Linked DNA regions of Mus musculus: all the other regions are linked to region 2. Evidence: chromatin contacts called from public HiChIP or PLAC-seq and promoter capture Hi-C data. All regions are on one chromosome and are shown on one strand. The core of a region is the stretch at or near the end of the contact, and the rest is flanking DNA. Distances in the headings are between cores, read along the strand shown.

Evidence for each region. Promoter capture Hi-C pulls out the DNA fragments that hold promoters and counts their contacts. HiChIP or PLAC-seq counts read pairs in DNA pulled down with a chosen protein or histone mark.
Region 1: a contact with region 2 is called in an H3K27ac HiChIP or PLAC-seq map of embryonic stem cells, with 2.3 times the contacts expected there. The contact joins two enhancer-like sites. A contact is called at or near these places in 1 of 484 Hi-C or Micro-C datasets (erythroblasts) and 5 of 115 datasets of contacts at active chromatin or transcription factors (T-cell acute lymphoblastic leukemia, embryonic stem cells, large pre-B cells and 2 more).
Region 3: a promoter capture Hi-C map of embryonic stem cells shows a contact between it and region 2, with 2.5 times the contacts expected there. The contact joins the promoter of Nr0b2 here to the enhancer-like site in region 2. A contact is called at or near these places in 4 of 39 promoter capture datasets (the 3T3-L1 cell line, embryonic stem cells, frontonasal cranial neural crest and 1 more), 1 of 15 datasets of contacts at CTCF or cohesin (large pre-B cells), 6 of 115 datasets of contacts at active chromatin or transcription factors (the HPC-7 cell line, large pre-B cells, microglia and 3 more) and 4 of 9 other capture datasets (adipose tissue, liver, macrophages and 1 more).

The regions. Positions count from the first base shown.
Region 1 is chr4:134,270,816-134,275,150 of GRCm38.p6, reverse strand. It overlaps Pdik1l (PDLIM1 interacting kinase 1 like), which reads left to right. Exons shown (of 3, transcript NM_001163794.1): 3 at 1-149. Among named protein-coding and RNA genes, the nearest start is that of Pdik1l, 14 kb to the left of the region's middle. Within about 2 kb of position 1,655, at least 179 of the 459 cell types and tissues checked have an H3K27ac peak or open chromatin away from gene starts, as enhancers often do. A contact at or near this core is called in embryonic stem cells, where this site is marked.
Region 2 is chr4:133,863,070-133,867,460 of GRCm38.p6, reverse strand. Rps6ka1 (ribosomal protein S6 kinase polypeptide 1) reads left to right here. Exons shown (of 22, transcript NM_009097.5): 7 at 232-338; 8 at 1,062-1,099; 9 at 1,556-1,698; 10 at 2,030-2,100; 11 at 2,348-2,436; 12 at 3,391-3,455; 13 at 3,711-3,813. Among named protein-coding and RNA genes, the nearest start is that of Gm12977, 6.7 kb to the left of the region's middle. Within about 2 kb of position 2,395, at least 72 of the 459 cell types and tissues checked have an H3K27ac peak or open chromatin away from gene starts, as enhancers often do. A contact at or near this core is called in embryonic stem cells and stem cell-derived neural progenitor cells, where this site is marked.
Region 3 is chr4:133,550,326-133,554,692 of GRCm38.p6, reverse strand. Nr0b2 (nuclear receptor subfamily 0, group B, member 2) reads right to left here and starts at 1,317. Exons shown (of 2, transcript NM_011850.3): 1 at 728-1,317. The coding sequence starts at 1,268.

The DNA.
Region 1 (4,335 bases), core at 406-2,905, 410 kb before region 2:
CATCAGAAAAGAAGGCAACTTTAAAACTTTTCTTTTAAAATTGTCAAATATATTTTATGAAGAATTTATAAAGGGGGAAAGTATTGTAATTTATTGTTCATGAGGTTTTTGGTTTTTTTTTTTTTAATAAAGTGAATTTCAACAAAAAACCTTGAAAGTTCTCTTGCTACTTTGAGTTGTACAGTTCTCTAAGTGATGAGTGTGAAGTGACCTACATCCTGGAAAAGTATTTACACTTGTGGAGTAAAAAATTCTCTCCTAGAAGCGGTTGCCAAGGACCGTGATTGGATTACAAGACTGTATATCATTTCAAGTTCTCCGCAACCGTAATGCTATCTGGCTATTTTTGCTTTTTAAGAGAAGTATGTATTGTTTAAGATTCTTGTTTCGCAGGGCATGGTGGCGCATGCCTTTAATCCCAGCACTTGGGAGGCAGAGGCAGGCGAATTTCTGAGTTCGAGGCCAGCCTGGTCTACGGAGTGAGTTCCAGGACAGCCAGGGCTACACAGAGAAACCCTGTCTCGAAAAAACAAAAAACAAGAAACAAAAAACAAAAACAAAAAGACTCTTGTTTTAAAATAGGTATTTTCTGTGTGTGAATGTCTTACTTACATATGTCTGCCCACTGTGCATGCAGTGCCCAAGGAGGCTGGATAAGGTTTCAGATTCCGCTGCAACTGGAGTTCCATGTGAACCTCCTTGTAGATGCTTCAGAATTGAACCGAAGGTCCTCCAAGAGGTCTTAACCACTGAACCATCTCTCTAACCCACAGATTCTTTTTTCCATTTATCCTATTTCTATTAAATGTACTAAGTGGATGCAATTTCAATTGATAACATGAGGCAATGACTTGTAAAGAAGTAGGGTTTAGCTGAGCATGGTGGCCCATGCCTTTGATTCCAGCACTTGGGAGCCAGGCCAGGCAACTGAGAATTTTGAGCTGACCAGCTCTACATACTGAGTTCTAGGCCAGACATCAAGGAGAAACCTCAGGGGGAAAAATTGCCATTGCCAGCCCAGTTTCTTTTGTAAAATGTATGGTTGCCTCAGCATACAATCTCCTGAGTAGCAGTGGAAAAGCTGAGGGACAGGAAGCAAGCCCCTGGCCTGCCTCCTACAGCAGCTAGAGCCTCTGAAAACAGATTTTGCACCTGATTATCTTTTTTAAAATTCAATTTTAAGCCCGAGGAGAGGCAGGCAGATCTCTGAGTTCAAGGCCAGCCTGGTCTACAGAGTGAGTTCCAGGACAGCCAGGGCTACTCAGAGACTCCTATCTCAGGATAGGAGGAAAATTAGAATTCAATTTCTACTGATAAATTTGCAGCTATCAACACTTTTGCAGTTTACAAAGCACCACCATATGCTGTTCATTCTTTTCATATCTTTTACTGGAAGTAGGAGCTGATTCCTGGTTTAGAACTGAAGGTAGAAACAGCAGGTGATGTCGGTCTCACCCCAGGACCATGACACCACCTAATCTCTGCCTCCAGTTGGCGGTCCTCTCACGGCAAAACTTTATCTTTCCAGCGGAAGGAGCCGGCCTTGTTTTGGCCTTCCTTTAAATTCAAATGTTGCTGTCTTGATCAGCCAATCAGACGATTTCTAAAGTGCTCCGCGAAACGACGGTTTGTGGGTAGAAAGTAACTCCGGTCTGAAAAAGCCTACAGAGGCCACACCTCTAGAAGGTGAAACGCGTTTTTTAAAGGTGGTACTTCCACCTAGGCAAAGAGTTTCCATTGGTTAGAAGTGAATTGCTTGAGAGAGAGAGAGAAAGAGAAAGAAGAAGGAGAGAGAGAGAAAGAAGAACGAGAGAGAGAGAGAAAGGAGAGAGAGAGAGAGAGAAAGAAGAAGAGGAGGGAAGGGAGGGGAGGGGAGGGGAGGGGAGAGGAGGGGAGGGGAGGGGAGGGAGTAGCCCTGGGCTTTGAAATTTTCTTCTCCTGTTCAACCTGGTATTTCAAGCTTAACCTGTTTTGAGCCGAAGTTAAGCAATTTGGTATTACTGAAGCTGTTGTGGTCTAGCACGCGAAAGATCCGGTATGGAAGAGTAACTTTTGCAAATAGCCACCTAAGTAAAATGTGTCCTTCCATAAATGGTCATCCATTCATTTGAGCCTCAGTTCCCATAGCTGCCAAATGAAAACGATAATTACATCTCATTGCATGTCGAGTTCGTCATCTTTGCTCGTGTCTTTGAAGTTTCTAAGAGAGCAGAGTTCTGGTCAGCCAGGGCTGCATAGTGTGACCCTTTCCCATAAAACAAGAACAACGACGTCATCAAAACACACCGCAAGGATTCCCGTGAGAGGAGGAAGGAAAGAATCACTGAGCCCTCTCCAGATATAGCTTTGATTGTCCCCACCTTGGCAGAATCTGGTGAAGGCACTGCCTGCTTTCCTCAGGAAAATGTTTGCCTATAATGTCAAGGGAGTACAAATATCAGGAGTCCATTGTCATGGACCCTAAGTTGAGGGATCCTGTGTTGGGGTGCCCAGCATGCCTCTGCTAGCACGCCTAACTTAAAGAGGCCATGCACCCAGGGATTCTAGTGAACCCACATGATTTTGGTTTTTGCCTTAGGTGACATTGTGTCAACTCAGCAAACTGCAGGTGACTTTTCAGTTCTAGGCATCACTCCCTGGTCCTCACAGGTGCAAGGCAAGTGCTCCTGATTTTAACACATACAATTTTTATACTTCAGATATATTATTGTACTTCAATTTGAAAAAAAAATTCTTTTTTGAGAGAGGGTTTTTTTTACTCTAGACTGACTTCAAACTAGGTATCTGAAAATAACCTTGAATTCCTGATTCTCCTGCCTCTACCTTCCAAGGGCATGGGTTATAGGTGTGCACCACCACATCTCATTTGTGCGTTGCTGAAGACTGAACCCAAGGCCTCCTGCCTGCGAGTCAAACACTCTACCAACTGAGCCATATCCCTTAGATAACACACATGAGGCCGGGACTCTGGCTCAGTGGCGGAACACATGTTAGCATGCCGAAGCCATGGCTTCCTTCCCCCAAATCATACACACACAAAGCAAACCAAGTCAGGCGTGGTGGAGCATGCCTTTAATTTATCAGAACTCAGGAGGGGGAGGGCGAGGTTGTGTGTAACTTTGAGGCTAGCCTGGTCTACATAGTGAGTTCCAGGTAAGCCAGAGCTACATAGTGAGATCCTGTCTCAAAATTGAAAGCAAAGGTGGACGGTGGTGGCGCATACCTTTAGTCCCATACTAGAGAAATAGAGGCACACAGGATCTCTGCATTTGAGGCCAGCCTGGTCTACAGAGTGAGTTCCAGGACAGCGAGGGCTACACAGAGAAACCCTGTCTTGAAAAACCAAAACCAAGCCAAAAGCAAAAGAAAACAAAATGTGCACGGGAGACCATCCACTGTGACTGACAGGAGGAAGGAGCAACCCTTCATCTTTCTGGTCCTATGTAACCTTATGAGTATCCTAACCTCTTCAATTCTGTTTCCCATGAGTATTTATTATTATTAAGGAGACAATCCCACTCTGTGGTCTAGCCTGGCCTCAGCCTCTTGGGTGCTGAGATTACAGACAGACACCACCTTGCTCAGTCTCCTGAATTTACACAGAGAGGACTCTTAACTTCTGATATACAAAGGTTCCCTTCAGGGAGCCGGTTGCAGAAATGTGCTGAGCACTTTATTGTTATGGGTGCCAGGATACTGAGGACCATTAGGAAGTAGCTTAAAGCTGTCCTTACTGCTGGTTGGCACTGCTGAAAGACATTGGGTTTTTGGCTCATTTGGTTTTTTTATTCAAGTTAGCTTCCATTTTTACTTCATTGATGAAGTTAGCATGTTCTATGTCAAGATGGCAACGTCTAGCCAGTCTTCTTGCCTTACAGCCCTCTGCAGATGTAAGTCTCAGCTCTCCTTTGCCCCACCTTCATTCCTCCGTGAGTATTATAATTCAAGCTGCCTGCCGTCTCTCAGACACAGTTGCCAGGAATATTAAGAAATACTAAGGGGGTTTTAAAGAGGTGTGCAGCTGTGGTCCAGCTAGTCAACAATGGTCGTCTCACGACGGAAAGTCTAAGAATCCAGTAGTTGTTCAGCCCAAGAGGCTGGAGGTCTCAGCTGGTGTTGGGTATATGTCAGAACCCTGAAGAAGTAGGCTCTAATGCCAGGGAGGGGCAGACACAAGAACAAGATACAGGGACTTGCCGTGAGAGTCCTGGGAAGCAGGCCACAGCCAAAGCTTCCTTCTCCCTGTCCTTTATATGGACTGCCATGAGAAGGCATGGCCCAGGTTTAGGGTGGGTCATCTCACTTCATATGGTCCAAATAACTCAAATCCCTTAC
Region 2 (4,391 bases), core at 1,146-3,645:
ATTTTCCCCCGGGGGAAGCAGTTTATTCCAGTCTTTTATTCCTGGGTGTTTCCATTCTTTGCTGTTTCCAAGCTGTAGCGCAGGGAGTGACTTGTGTATTAGAGAAAGATGTGTTGCATTGACTGTGTCCCCAGGGTAGACCCTCCACACCAAGAGGCCCTGACTGCTCAGTAGGCCAGCTCCTGGGGAACGGGGTAAGCCAGCTGACGGGTGTGTCTTTCCCTGTTGCAGGTCATGTTTACAGAGGAGGATGTGAAGTTTTACCTGGCTGAGCTGGCACTGGGCCTGGACCACCTGCACAGCTTGGGCATTATTTACAGAGACCTCAAGCCTGAGAAGTGAGCAAAGCCCCTGCCATACTGCTGATCTCTCCTGGGCACAGGGACTGCTCTTGGGCCCTTTTAGAACAGGGCCATTTGGGAGATGCTGTGGCGCTCCCAGGAATTTATCTCTCTTTGGGGCTGTCAAGAGGGATGGGTGGTTGTCGCAGGTTGTGGCCAACAGCAGGTTCACTTTAGGTAATTAGGAATTGCCTGGTCGGTACTGCTATTACTAAAGGCTGCAGCCCAGCTGTGGCCCTACTCCATTCCCCTTCCTTTTGGTTTTTCGAGACAAGTGCTTTAATCCCAAGTGCTGGGAATAAAGGCCTGCGTTACTATCACCCAGCTCTAAAGATCATCTCTCCATCCGCTTATCCTGGGGGTTTCGCATGCACTGCCTTCCGGTGCTGTGTTGAGAGCTGGGATAGATTCTGGTGGTAGAGTTAGACACACCCCAAGTCAGGCATTGCGGTACTCAACTGTAGTACCAGCTGCTAAAGAGGCCGAGTCCAGGAGTTCGAAGCCAGCCTGTACAATGTAGTAGAATTGAAAGAAAGACAAGTTCCCTAGCCATTCTAAAGGAGTTACTTTCCCGAGCTTCCATCCTTCCACTTTTCCTTGAGTAGAGTTGGACCAAACCCTTCTTCTGGTCAGGCCCAAGTCTCTCCACCCCAAGGTTACTGCTAGAACCTGCACAGTGCCTGCAGCTAAGGATTCCTGACTCCTGTCTCTCTGTTACAGTATCCTTTTGGATGAGGAGGGCCACATCAAACTCACTGGTGAGTGAAGGGCACCTGCTCCTTTGGGCTCTGGGGAGGATAACCAGGCTCTGTCTGATAGGTCTCAGCTGATGGCTGTGTTTCCTGGGAGACGATGCCAGTTACATACATGCCAAAAACCTAGGCCTTGTTACTTAGTTATTTTTTGTGTGTGTATGGGAGTTTTGCCTATATTTGTATCTGTACCTCATGCATGTGTTGCCCAAAGAGGCTAGAGTTGCCTGCACCTGGTTGTTAACCATCGTGTGGGAGCTGGGAATGGAACCTGGGTTGTCTGGAAGAACAGCCAATATTCTTAACTGCTGAGCCATCTCTCGAGGCTCCCTAGGTCTCAGAGCAGACTGAGCTCTCACTGACAACCTTGGTGATACCTGGCTCCGGTCAGAGGAGCTAAGTGTGGTAGCCGTGGGCGTGGCAGGGATCCTAGAAGTGACTTCTCTGCCCTCCATGCTGCAGACTTTGGCCTGAGCAAGGAGGCCATAGACCATGAGAAGAAGGCTTACTCCTTCTGCGGGACAGTGGAGTACATGGCGCCCGAGGTTGTCAACCGCCAGGGTCACACCCACAGTGCAGACTGGTGGTCCTATGGGGTGCTGATGGTGAGTGTCCGGGCTCTGCTGCACACTGTTGTACTTTGTTTCCCTCGAAGAGCCGCGGGCTTTAGTCCACCTGCCTGAAGTACCACCCCTCACCTAACTTGGGAACTCTCCTCTGCTTCCTTCCTCTGGCTTTAGTGCTGCTCCTGGGTTCTAGGTTGGGAGGGGGGCAGAGGCAGGCACAGGCCTTGCTGCAGCTAGACTTAGACTGTAAAGTCTTAACAGGCCAGCAAGAATCCCCGGACTGCAGCAGGGTAGCCCGGGAAGGAGGGGGAGGGATGTGTGGGAGACAGAGAACAAGGCCACACCTATATGTTTCCTTTTCCCCCCGAAGTTTGAGATGCTGACGGGCTCCCTGCCCTTCCAGGGGAAGGACCGGAAGGAGACCATGACCTTGATTTTGAAGTAAGCACCAACACTGCCTGGCCCTCCAAGTTCTCCCTAATCCCACCCCAGTTGCAGGGCCAGTGAATTGCTTTTTCCCTGTCTGCAGACCCTTGCTGTCTGCCAGGGCCAGTGGGAAGTGTTCTTAATGTCTCTGGGAGGTGAGTTAGTGGCTGGCTTCTCTGGACTGAGCTGGAAAAGAGAAAGGGAAGGGGCTCTGGGACTCCTGGGTGGGGCTCAGCCCTGATGAGACCTGTGGCTGTTCCAGGGCGAAGCTAGGCATGCCCCAGTTTCTGAGCACGGAAGCCCAGAGCCTCCTGCGGGCCCTGTTCAAGAGGAATCCTGCCAATCGGCTTGGTAAGCAACCCCAGCTCAGAGGAGGGGACATGGCGGTGAGGATCAGGGTACAGCTGCAGCCTAGGCCACGGGGCCACATCTAGGACTGAAAGGAGCTGTTGTCCTTTGTGTGAGCAGACAATGCTGCTGGCCACCCTATTTTCTGGTTCCATGTATGGTGCTGGGAGGGTGACCTGTGTGGGGGGAAGGCAGGAACTGAGTCATTCATACCCCCTCAGGGACAAGGACACAGGCCCCCACACAGCTTCTCTGCCAAGGTTGCTGGCTCAAGGGAAGGCGCAGGAGCTTAGGAGCGAGAAAGGTCTCAGGCCTAGCTGTGTCTGTCCCCGCTGCCCGGCACCCAGCAGTACTGTAAACATTTGCTGAGGGATTGAATACGGTTTATGAGCCTGCGCTATGGCAGGGGACCCCACCTTTCCGAGCCCCAGGTTCCTGTGTCAGTGGAGACACTGATTCTGCCCTGGCTCCCGGGGATCTTTGATGAGAGAAGGACATTCCTGTTGTTCAGTGAAGTATACAGTATTTGCCGAGGTTTTTGGATGCTGGCTTTATCTGGATCACAACCAGCTAAGGTCCAGTCCAGGTCCCTGGGTTGAATCGAATGAGCGTTTGTCTCAGGGATAAAGACGAGAGGCAGTAGGAAAAGAAGGGCAGAGAGGAGGGGGGCCTGTGGCGGGAGTGGATGAAGGCCCTTGTTAGATCTCAAAAGAAGTCAGTCCAGCTTCTGTCAGGATTAATGCTTGGACAGGCTTCCCGTCCTGCCTGGCCCCTCCTTCCTCAGTACACCAGCAGAAGCTCCGTAACATAGGAAATACTGAGCGGGCTCCAGGCTTCAGGGTAGTGGGTACTGACGCAGGACATGGTGAACCCCTGCTGCCCTCCACGGTAGCAGCTGGTCCAGAGCCTGGAAGACAGAATGGGTGTCTGAGGTTGGCTTCATTTGGCTTCTTTCAGGCTCGGGCCCTGATGGGGCAGAGGAAATTAAGAGACATATCTTCTACTCCACCATTGACTGGAATGTGAGTGCCCGTGCCTGTGCCCTGTGATGGACGCAGGAAGGGTGGGGGAGGGGCCCCTGCCAACCGTGGCCTCAGCTGTGGGAGGTAGAAGGTGAGCAGCCCTTAACATGCCCTTGGAGGGGTGACTTCACGCCCTTGAAGGCTGCTCTCCCTTGCTGTTATCCACTGAGCAGCATAGCTTCTACTCTTCCTGTCGGGGCTGCTAGCAGGCTGTGGGGTCACCATGGTGACCAGAGCATATACCCCACCTTACAGAAGCTCTACCGGCGTGAGATCAAGCCCCCTTTCAAGCCGGCTGTGGCCCAGCCCGACGACACCTTCTACTTTGATACCGAGTTCACGTCACGCACACCCAGGGGTACGTTCCTGACCTGACTTGTCTGTCTTGGGCTGGGTAGCAGATCTTTGGGGAACCCTGGGCTACAGAGGTGATCGAGGATTCTGGAAGCCCAGGTGTGTGGGTAGATAGGCAGTATCTGGCCCCGTGGGCTTCATGCTCCATCCTGACTTCATGCGACCCGACTACTTCCATGGGCTTCTGTGGGCTGCTTTGTTTCTCGGTGAGGGACTGAAGTGTGGGGGTGGTTTAGGCCACAACAGGAAAGTCAGGACCCCCTGCCCCAGGCATCTTCCAGCCCACTGGGACCACTAAACACACAAGGCCTGCACTTGCATCAGACATGAGGAATCTGACCGGGCAGACCTGTGATGGAGAGGCCTCGGCAGAGCAGAGGAGACGGTGCCCACAGGCTGGATGAGCTGGGAAACCTGACGTCCAGCCAGATACTGCCAGTGGGTGGGGAGGTGTGTGTTAGTTCTGAGGTGTCTTTTTTTTTTTTTTTTAATTTATTTACTTATTTTATGTAAGTACATTGTAGCTGTCTTCAGGCACTCCAGAAGAGGGAGTCAGATCTCATTACGAATGGTTGTGAGCCA
Region 3 (4,367 bases), core at 68-2,567, 310 kb after region 2:
CGCCTGTTACCCACACTTGTTATGAGGTTTAACCAAACTGATATTTTAAAAAGCCCTTTGAGTGAGTCCTACCATATGGTGAATGCAACGGGGCTATGGGACTGCTACTGCTATGTGACATGTTTTAACTATCAAGGCCTGTCTCTTGTCTTCCTCAAAGCTATGAGGACTATTCTCCCATCCCAGGCCAACTTGGTCTATATAGTGAGTTCTAGGCTACCCAGAGCGACATGGTGAGACTCTCTCTCAGTTCTCCCCATCACTCCACCTCTCTTCTCCTGGCTTGACTTCACAAGGAGTGCCCCACTCCCAAACCCTCTTTCTCCTTCTGAGTGGCCTCTCTGAACCCTTTAGAGCCTCACTATGTAGCCTGACCCTGAAGATATGGCTATCATGCAGCTGTGTCTGCTGCCACCCCCTCTGGCACCCTCTCTACCCACCCACTCTCCCTAAGATTCAAGCCACATTTCTCAGGCACGGTGGCAAAGAGCAGTCTCTGCACTAGCTTGGCCTGCCTTCTGCCTTCCCAGCCCTCCTCTGCCTCTGCCTTGCTATGTGGCCTTCGGATAGTTGCTTAACCTCTTTGTGCCTCTCCTATGAGCCATCTATTTGAGGCTCACAAGGACCCAATGATACAATGGGTGTCAAGCCCCAAGAAAGCACTTTCCTTGGATGGGCCCCATCCCCTCCCACCTTGACCACCATCCAGGAGTGTCTGGAAGCTCACCTGGGTTGAAGAGGATCGTGCCCTTCAGGTACGCATACTCCTTGGGACCCAGCTCAAGGCTCCAGAAAGACTCCAGGCAGCGCTGCAGCCACTGAACTGCAGCCAGTGAGGGTTGTGGCCGGTCTGATGGCTGGGCACCCTGGGTACCGCTGCTGGCTTCCTCTAGCAGGATCTTCTTAAGTATACTGGGCACCGGAGCCTCAGCCACCTCGAAGGTCACAGCATCCTGGGCCAACCCCAGCAGGAAGAGAGGGCCCCAGCAGCACTCTAGCAGCCGCCGCTGATCCTCATGGGGCAGGTGGCAGAAGGACGGCAGGTTCCTGAGGAAGGCTACTGTCTTGGCTAGGACATCCAAGGCCTCCCTGCAGGTGCGGTGCGGAGCACACAGACGCACAGGCCGCTGCTGCTGGCACAGGCAGTGGCTGTGAGATGCAGGTGCAACGGGCCTGGTCCTGGGGCTGGGGCTCAGAAGTGCATACAGAATAGTCGGACGACCTGCAGAGCCCTGGCATGGGCAGACCCCTGACTGGCCGGAGCTCATGGTTAGTATCTTGTTCCTGTTTCTTCCCAGCTATCTGGCCCTCTCTCTCTCTCTCTCTACTGTGAGTGCTATTTATATCCTTGATGGGCGGGAAGGGGACTGGCCAAACAACCTTGACTCCAGAAGTCATGTTCATTGAAAGGAAAAAAAAAAAAAAAACCATACACACACACAATGCATACACGCTGACCCTGGCAGGACTGATGGGGAAGTGGTGGGGGAGGGGCACTGGAAGCTCCACGTGGCCTTGCTATCACTTTAGTCAATGAAGTGGCCATTGCAGGGCACAGGGCCACCTGCCCACTGCCTGGATGCCCTTTATCGGATGACTCAAGTGCATAAACAGGGTCATTAACCCAGGCTGTACCAGGGCACCAAGGTCTCAGGCGCTCAACCAGCCAGTGCCTGGGACTGCTGTTTCTATTGATGCCCATTTCCATGCACATAAGACCAGGGTTCTCACTGAGCCAAGGAGCCAGCCAGGAAGCTGGCTAAAGCCTTGAATACATGACCCAGCCTGGAAGTGGCTTATCGCTGCTGTGTTTGCCTAACCTTGGGGCTCTCTACTGTTGTTGGTAAGGAACGGGCCACAGGGAAGGGAGCCAGGTCCCTGGGGGACTTTGCTCACTGTACAGTCTCGGAGGCCGCCCTTCTGGGACTCCAATCCAGGGGCCTCTGTGGGAGGAAGATCATTCAGAGCCCCTTCCCCCAAGTCAGCATTCCTATAGCGTCAGAGAGGCTGGGTCTGCCCTTGCAAAACCGTGGGAATACATGGTCGACATTTACTAAGGACCCTGCTTTGTTGTGGGTCCCTTTCCATTGTAACCCTGAAGACTTTCCAATGAGACTACATTCTTACTCTGTGACACTCCAAGAAGTGAAGTGACCTACTCAAAGTCACTCCAACGGGAAGGGATGGAGCACAGGTGTGTCGGACCTCAAAGTAATCTTTGTTTGTCCCCTTGGATCAATTCTGCAGCCAAAGTGTGAGTTTCTCAGAACTGGTGGCTAACAGGCACCCCGCCCCCCCCCCAACCTGGTCTGCAAGTATGGCCCACCTACAGTATGGGTAGAACCACATCTCTGCTAGCACATGGCTCCTCTGTCCTGGACATTTGTCTCTAGTGGTCAGAGGTAAGGGACAAAGGACATGGGAGGGCCTCAGTTGTGTCTGGTTCCTGACCTTGGCTAGCCTTGCCTAGCAGGCTCCCTGTTGCCACAGTCTTGGGCAACCTGGTGCTGTGGATAAAGAGGTCTGGCATCCTCTGCCCTGGCACCTGGTTTAGGCTCCATGCTTCCCAGTTCTAGTGTGTGACTGTCAGCTTGTCTCCAGTGGTCAGGGAGCCTTTATCTCTCTCCCTTTTTTAAAAATTTTTTTTTCCAGCCAGGGTTTCTCTGGGTAGCTCTGGCTGTCCTAAGAAATTGCTCTGTAGATCAGGTTGGCTTCAAATGCCTGCTTCTGCCTCCCTAGTACTTGAGTTAAAGGCTTGTGCCAATCCCCACCACCCAGCTGAGTCTCAGCTGAGACTGTAAGGTCTTCCTGTGGTGCTGATGTGAGGATAGAGCAAAGCCCTGCAGAGACTATGAGACTGGCACCTGACTGTCTTCATCCCCAATGACAAGCAGGCACACTGCTTTCACTATAGCATATACCCTCAGCCCAGGCCTCTGCTGGAAGAGAGCAGACGGTCCCTGATGGAAAGGAGCAGTCACGGTGAGAGAACAAACAGAGCTCACGGACTGATGGGGCTCAGTGGGCTGCTTGCACCTTGTCCTGAGAACTGGCACAGGAAGGATGATGCTTTTTGCTCTTCCTCTCATCATTGCTTGTTTTGTTTGTAATGTCGCGCTTGTAGCCCAGGCTAGCCTTACATTTGCACTGCAATGTCTCAACCTCCCAAGTGCTAGGGTTGCAAGTCTGAGATATCCCACCTGCTCGCTGGGTGGCTGCTGCTGCTTTTAATTTATTGAATATGATGACCAAATGCAAAAATAAAAGGGTTTTGTGTGTGTGTGTGTGTGTGTGTGTGTGTGTGTGTGTGTGTATGAAATGAAGTTAGTTCTCCCCTCCACATTTCTGTGGGCTCCAGGGATCAAACTTGGGCAGCCAGGCTTGTCCAGGAGAAATGCCTTTGTCTGTTGACCCACCTCTCTCTCTCTCTCTCTCTCTCTCTCTCTCTGTCTCTCTCATTTTTTTTTTTTACAAAGTTTGGGTTTTGAGTTGGGGGTTTCAAGTATTCCAGCTTCTCCTTGAAAATGCTATGTAGCCAAGGCAAACCTTTAAATCTTGGATCCTGCTGCCTTCTCCTCCTGGGTACTGAGATAGCAGCTGTGGACCATTCAGCATCCATCACACATTCAGCAGTAAGGATGTCCTTCTCCTCCCTCTCCTTTTTCTTCTCCCTCCTCCTCTTCCTCTTCTTTTGCAGCACTCGAGTTTTGCTTGTGTTAGATTATTACTCCACTGTATGTATGTGCAGCAAGTGCATGCTTGATGCCCAAGGAATCAGAAGAGGGTTCCAGATGCCACAGAACTAAAGTTACACATTGTAAGCCACCCTGTGGGTGCTAGGAACCAAACTTGGGTCCTCTGTAAAAGCAATAAATGCAAAATGCAGTCACTCAGTGTCTTAGTCGGGGTTTCTATTCCTGCACAGACATCATGACCAAGAAGCAAGTTGGGGAGGAAAGGGTTTATTCAGCGTACACTTCCATACTGCTGTTCATCACCAAAGGAAGTCAGGACTGGAACTCAAGCAGGTCAGGAAGCAGGAGCTGATGCAGAGGCCATGGAGGGATGCTCCTTACTGGCTTGCCTCCCCTGGCTTGCTCAGCTTGCTTTTCTATAGAACCCAAGACTACCAGCCCAGAGATGGCACCACCCACAAGGGAACCTCCCCCCTTGATCACTAATTGAGAAAATGCCTTACAGCTGGATCTCATGGAGGCATTTCCTCAACTGAAGCTCCTTTCTCTGTGATAACTCCAGCTGTGTCAAGTTGACTTACAAAACCAGCCAGTACACTCAGGCTGGTCTTAATCTTGCTCTCCTAGGCTAGGCAGGCTTTCAAAGAAGGACCTTCCTCCCCCAACCTCTAA